Regions from separate parts of the Ovis aries genome. Here region 2 is linked to region 1. Evidence: chromatin contacts called from public Hi-C data. All regions are on one chromosome and are shown on one strand. Each heading gives the region's core, a stretch centred on a gene start, on an enhancer-like site or on the middle of the called end of the contact. The rest is flanking DNA. Distances are from core to core; before and after follow the strand shown.

The links. A called contact is a pair of places that touch in the nucleus more often than the background predicts.
Region 2: a Hi-C map of tail adipose tissue shows a contact between it and region 1, with 4 times the contacts expected there. The contact joins two enhancer-like sites. A contact is called at or near these places in 4 of 16 Hi-C or Micro-C datasets (liver, mixed tissues, muscle and 1 more).

What each region holds. Positions count from the first base shown.
Region 1 is chr10:84,767,689-84,771,051 of ARS-UI_Ramb_v3.0, forward strand. No RefSeq gene overlaps it. Among named protein-coding and RNA genes, the nearest start is that of ARHGEF7, 24 kb to the right of the region's middle. Within about 2 kb of position 1,468, at least 12 of the 54 cell types and tissues checked have an H3K27ac peak or open chromatin away from gene starts, as enhancers often do. A contact at or near this core is called in tail adipose tissue, where this site is marked.
Region 2 is chr10:84,974,825-84,978,187 of ARS-UI_Ramb_v3.0, forward strand. No RefSeq gene overlaps it. Among named protein-coding and RNA genes, the nearest start is that of TEX29, 76 kb to the left of the region's middle. Within about 2 kb of position 1,602, at least 2 of the 54 cell types and tissues checked have an H3K27ac peak or open chromatin away from gene starts, as enhancers often do. A contact at or near this core is called in tail adipose tissue, where this site is marked.

The DNA of each region.
Region 1 (3,363 bases), core at 218-2,717:
GCGTTCGCAGCTCAAGCTCTTTCTATACATCATTTGGTATACAAAGGTCTCAGGTGATTTACATTATCTTCTGGCCAAGAGGCTTGTTAACACTTTTTGGCTCTCTTCCTTAATGAATGTTAATCTTGTTTCCCCTGAAGTGTTTTTCTTTAATCTACACCTCCTTAAAGCATTAACATTAAAGTTACATCTCTATAGAACAAAGGTGCAGTGGGACACAACAAAGAGGGTACTTAACTCAAAGATCTAATGTTGCTAACACAAGGTCTACTTCTTGTTTTTCTAACTATATCTACAACTAAAGGATGTGAAAATTTGGCAGCAAATATTGACTCAACAAATGAAACTTTTAATCAGTCCTATTCTAATGATTTTGACTCTTTAGAAGCCCCTACATTCCTAGGATGTTTTAAGCTTCCTGTGCCCCCTGCGGTCAGGAGGCCTCAAACAATCACACGCGCAGCTGTACGAGTCCTGCAGGCAGGCTAGAAAGCCATCAGAGGGTTTTTTGGATTGAAACACTCTTTTAAATGCAGAAGACTAAAGCCCTGAATTGACTTTTTCCAGAAAATATCAGAAGAGTGAAAAAGCAGAGCACAAAAGCCGGCAGATTTTTGTTGGGGTACATGCTTAGGAATTTCCAGAGGGTCCCTGAAGTCTGAGCACGCCTTGTGTATGTCAGCTTCCTTCCTCATGACCTTGTCACGGGCGGGATTCCTCACACTGGCTCCCAGCAGCCGAGCGAGGGTGACGTGGCCTCCGTCCTCGGAAGCCTGGGCCTGGGAGCTGGGGGAGCGGGAGGAGCCCTGCCCCAAGACCGCAGGGGCGCGCAGCACGCCGTGATCTCGGACTTCTGAGCTCCAGACCTGTCGGGGGACACACCTCTGCCGTGTGAAGTCACCCGGGCTCTGGTTCTTCGCTGTGGCCGCCTTTGCTGCTGCTGTTGCTCAGGCATGTCTGACTCTCTGCAGCCACATGGCCTGCGGCAGCCAGGCCCCCCTGTCCTTCACTGCCTCCCGGACTTTGCTCAAGGTCGTGTCCACTGAGTTGGTGAAGCCATCCGACCATCTCATCACGACGGCCTTAGGTAACTAATAAAGGAGGCAAGGCAGAAATAAGGACACGGTCGGCGGGCGGCTGTTCTCTGTGTAAAACCTCAGGGCCCACGACCTTGGGCGTCAGGCCCAACTCCTCCAGCCACAGGAGCGCTCACGTGTCATGCGACCCTCGGTGGGCTGTTGGGTCTGGTGCTCCCTCCTGCCCCTCTTGGAAACCTTGTCTTGAGGTGTGTCCTGCAGGGTGGCTCTGCAGAGAGCCCTGGGCTGGTCACTGCAGCCTGAGGTCCCCCTCCTGAGGGACAGGGAAGAGGGGCACCCCTCCCCCAGTCGCCACCCCCCATTCTGTGTGAGGTCCTCATTCACGGATCCACAGGGCCCACCCAGCCTCAGAACTCCTTCCAACAATCTGTTCCACAAGAATGCTTTCTCCATCAGGGGTGAGTCATAATACTGAGTCACAATCTGTATTAAAGCTATGATTCCCGATTCCAACATACTTGGAAGTTTACTAATCCACCCTTAGAGCTGATTTAAGGTTTTTTCCACTGTAAGAATCTGGCTCCAAAGCCATCATACTGGCATCTTGGAGGTGACTGATTTTGGTGGGAACCGGAAGAAGAAAAACCTGGGCAGGGCCCTGTCTGCCTGGAAGCATTTCCTGGTCCCTGTCAGCTCTGCCTCCTGTCCTGAGCCAGTAGGAAGTGAGAGGCCAGCCCATGTGACTAAGAGTGAGAACGTTCAAGAACATTCTTTCGTCCCCACACTAATCAGCGCACATTCTTCCCAAGGCGTTTCACAGAGTGTCGGTCGACGAATCTGACTCCTGTCCTCAAGCCAACAGCTAGGAAACGGCCCCTCGCCCCTCAAGCTCTCCGCAAGATGGGCACCTACTGGGTGATCTACAGCTTTTTGTCCTTTGGGATCGTTTTGAACGAGGAGGATTTTCTTTGCTTAAGTGTTGCAAATGAGCTGTTTGCTTCAAGTTCTGGTATAAATTATCTCTCAGCCTCTGAACTTTTGAAGACAGAGTCTCTTGACTGTTTTCTGCCAGGACGTTCTCCGTTGTGGGGCTGCCCTGGGCCGTGGGGTGTAGTGGCGTCGCTAGCCTCTACTCACCACAGCAGAGACCTAGCCCGCCTGGTGTGGCCTCGCCTGTTTGTTGGGAAGCCATCCTGCAGTCTGTCTACCCCGAATCCCCTTTGGGGCCTCCCTGGTGGCTCAGTAGCACAGAACCCGCCCGCCAATGCAGGAGATGCGGGTTTGACGCCTGGGTTGGGAAGATCCCCTGGAGAAGGGCATGGCAACCCACTCCAGTAGTCTTGTCTGGGAAACCCATGGACAGAGGAGCCTGGCAGGGTACAGTCCATGGGGTGGCAAAGAGTCAGACATGACTGAGGCAACTGGGCACGGAGCCCTGGAAGGGGCCAGCTTCGGTACATCTTGCCAACGCAGCCTCTGAGCACTCTGGAAGCTCACCGGTCGTGGAGGGGTGGGCGCTGCTGTAGACCTCACCGTCCTACTGTGCAGGTGAAGCTCCGTGGGCAGGTGCCCACCTCCACAGCACACCTGTGGCTCTGCCTTGAGCACCCAGCAAGGCAGCCAGCCCTCTGGCTCCACCCCTGCTGACTGTCCAGGGCTCTCTGCCGCCTGAGGCAGTCGGGCTCGTTTTCTCTCATTGACGGGGAAGTGCTAGAGCTTGGACAGGGCAGCCGTGGGCCTGACGGGTCTCCACGCCTGTTTGCTTTCAGAATTCCTTGGAGACACCTTGCAGGGAAAACCGCAGCTCCTGGGCAGGCGTGATCACAGCTGATGACTGACATTCGCATTTGAAACTTGAGCTCTTCCGAGAAGGACAAGAGTGTACAGATCAACCAGCTACCTGGAGTCTAGGTTGCTGGCCTCGGCTGGGACGCAGGTGTGTTAAGATCACATTGGCTGGTGAAGTGACTCCATCTTCTGGCAAAAATTTGCTTCATGTTGTACCCTGAAGTAATTTTTGGCTGAAATATGCCGTCCCAGCCAAATCCATTTGGATTCATGCATCTCGCCCTTGCCCACAAATGTTGAAAAAAGCTTCCTCAGGAAATTAAACTTACAGAAGAGGCTGAACTTCTGGTCGAAAGTGACCCGTTATAGGGAATGTTAACTCTAAGTCAGACAGGGGTAATGGGGGCTGAACAGAAACCAAATCTTCTGGGTGATTCGCAAACGCTTCCGTGACAGTGTGTGCGTGATACACTATCTCACAGAAAGACTGCACACTCTTGCTGCTTGTTAGACGCTGGTCTAATGGGTTTTCTATTTT
Region 2 (3,363 bases), core at 352-2,851, 210 kb after region 1:
GCCACACTCAGGTCGGCAGCTGGTGACTTGGGAGCAGACGAGGGCGACCTTGCTGAGCGAGCTGGGATCAGCCTTTGTACATGCAAGTGTTTGGACTTACTGCAGGGCGGGGTGTTTGTAGTCTGGTCTGGACCTGGCTTTGCACATGTAAGTGTTCAGACTTAGTGCGGGCCAGGGCGTTTGCTGAACCAGCGCTACCGGGAATACTGTGGTTCCTGGGTTTGACTCTTGACCTTGTGTATCTGTGGAATCACACTCTCAGGGCTTGGAGTCAGGAAAGAAGGCGTCCTGAGCCCCCGTCCTTCTGGTTCTGGCTCGCTGTGGACACAGCCCTGGCAGAGCTGCCCCCAGACCCCAGCACGGGCTGCTATGACCCCCTGGGTGCAGGTTTGCCTGGGAAGGTCCCAGGGGCCAGCGGATGGCGGGATCGTTAGAGGCTGTTTGCCTGCATTGCCAGTTCAGGGGCCTGCGTGGCCTGGGCCCTCCCGCTGGTGAGCGGCAGAGGAATATGGCGGTGGTCTGCAGGGGGCACCCGTTGGGAGGAGGTCTGATATCGGTCGGCACCTGTCAGCGCAGGTGGTTGGTACATTTTTTCTCAGAGGATGGAGCTGAGTAACCAGCTTTGATCTAAGCTCGGGCCCCTTTCTCAGGCTCCCAAGTGAGCTTTGGGGGAGGGGCCAGTTGGCGGATCACAGAGGATTCCAGGTGGGGCAGGGTGAGGGGGCAGGACCACCGCAGCCTCTGAAGACCCTCCTGTATCCACAGGCCAGCCAGCCACGCACTCGCAAAGATGTTAACAGAGGTATTACTTTCTGGGGTTCATTTTATTTATAGGACATTTTAAATGACCAACTGTAGAAACCATGCAGGCTTCGGAACCCAGATTTTCCTATCAGGGCCACAAACAGGCCACAGACAAGCAAGATGTCCAAGCTCGGTGAATTCTACTGGGGAAAAAACGCTCCATTCATACATGGAGCAGGGGGCAAAAAGCGACAGGGAACAGGAGGAAGGGAAGCGCCCTGCGCGCTCTGCTTTCTGCCTGTGCTCTTTGGTGAAATAACTCACAGATGTTTAAAGAGAAAAGAGATGGTGTGTGTGAGAGAGAGACAGAGACAGAGACACAGAGAGAGATGTGAGAGAGACAGAGACGGAGAGAGATATGAGAGAGACATGAGACAGAGAGAGACAGAGAGACAGAGAGATGTGAGAGAGACAGAGACATGAGAGAGACAGAGACGGAGAGAGACATGAGAGAGATGGAGACAGAGATGGAGACAGAGACAGAGAGACACAGAGACACAGAGACAGAGACATGAGAGAGACAGAGAGACACAGAGAGAGACAGAGAGACAGAGACAGCGGCAGAGAGGAGCGGCGTCGCGGGCGGGTGGGGCGCTGGCCGCCGCCCGCAGCCCCGTGTTTCGGGTGGACGCCGGTGTCCGGGCCCTGGCCGCTCCCGTCTGGGGGATGAGCCTCGGGAGCCGCGTCCTGGCCGCGGGCAGGGGGCGCCCAGCGTGGCCTGGGGAGGGCGGCTCCTAGGCGGGCTCTCCCGACTGGGCTCGGCCGGAGGCGGCCCAAGCCGCCAGGCAGAGCGCCCGGCTCTTCTCGGGCCGCTTTCCTGAGGAGCCGCCCGAAAGCCGCGCGGGCGGAGGCGGGCCGGCGCGCAGGACCGGGCGGGGCGCGCCCTCTGGCGACGGGCCGCGGGCCCGGCAGGCGCTCAGCCGCCGCCCCGAGAGCAGGCCGCGCCCGGCGCGCGGGGGGACGGCGCAGTGTGCGCCCTGCTCAGGACCGCGCCGGGGGGCACGCGGGGAGCGCGCGGGGGGCACGCGGGGGGACGGCGCAGTGTGCGCCCTGCTCAGGACCGCGCCGGGGGGCACGCGGGGAGCGCGCGGGGGGCACGCGGGGGGACGGCGCAGTGTGCGCCCTGCTCAGGACCGCGCCGGGGGGCACGCGGGGAGCGCGCGCGGGGGGCACGCGGGGAGCGCGCGCGGGGGGACGGCGCAGTGTGCGCCCTGCTCAGGACCGCGCCGGGGGGCACGCGGGGGGCGCGCGGGGGGCACGCGGGGAGCGCGCGGGGGGCACGCGGGGGGAGGGCGCAGTGTGCGCCCTGCTCAGGACCGCGCCGGGGGGCACGCGGGGGGCGCGCGCGGGGGGCACGCGGGGAGCGCGCGCGGGGGGCACGCGGGGGGACGGCGCAGTGTGCGCCCTGCTCAGGACCGCGCCGGGGGGCACGCGGGGGGCGCGCGGGGGGCACGCGGGAAACGTGCGTGAGGGCACAGGGGAACGCGCCTGAGGGCACACGGGGAACACGCGCGTGAGGGCACACGGGGAGCGCGCGTGAGGGCACACGGGGAGCGCGCGTGAGGGCACACGGGGAACACGCGCGTGAGGGCACACGGGGAGCGCGCGTGAGGGCACACGGGGAACACGCGCGTGAGGGCACACGGGGAGCGCGCGTGAGGGCACACGGGGAGCGTGCCTGAGGGCACACGGGGAACTCGAGTGAGGGCACACGGGGAGCGCGCGCGGGGGGCACACGGGGAACACGCACGTGAGGGCACACGGGGAGCGCGCGCGTGACGGCAGCACGGACGTCTGGAGAGGCTTTCTTGCTTCTGGAGACGGGAGGTGCGGGCGCTTTCGCCCGCGGGTGAGGCGAGGGTGGGCTCCCCGTGCGAGGCGGGCCTTCCTCTGCGCCGGCGCCCCGCGGGCCGAGTCGTGGACGGTTCACGTCGTCTCGGGAAGAGGCCCGGGAGGCGGCAGGTGCTCCTGGGAACCGAGGCTGAGGTGCCCCCTCCAGGGGGACCGCGCCCCCGAGAGCCCGAGGTCTGGGGGCAGCGGCTGCGGCCCTGGGCCCGCCGGCCCAGCGGAGCAGTGGGCAGGGCGGGACAGCCGCGGGCAGGACCCGGGGCGCTGCCGCCCTCAGCTTGCTTTCTCCCGGGCGCTTTGGAACCTTCCAACAGTGGACAACCGGCGCCTAGATACGCTTCTCCTAGACTCAACAGTGGCCGCGGGCACAGCCGCTTCCTCTCTGTCCGATTCTCTCTCCCTCGCATGCGTGTGTAAGTGCGTGTCTTTCTGAGCATCTCTGTCATCCGTCTGTCTGTATCCGTCCATATCTGTCATCCGTCTTTATCAGTCATCTGCCATCTGTCGGTCCCCTATCTGTATCGATCACCTATCAGCTATCTGTACCTACTGTCTGTATCTATCCTCTCTATCATCTCTGTCTGTCTGCACTTGACTTTTGAACAATCCATAGCAACTTGCGGGCGTTCTGACACCTCACCTCTGAGAGCAACAGGCTGTGTCACCTAATAAGGCCACGCTTCCCCACGACCACAGAAACATTATGCTTGA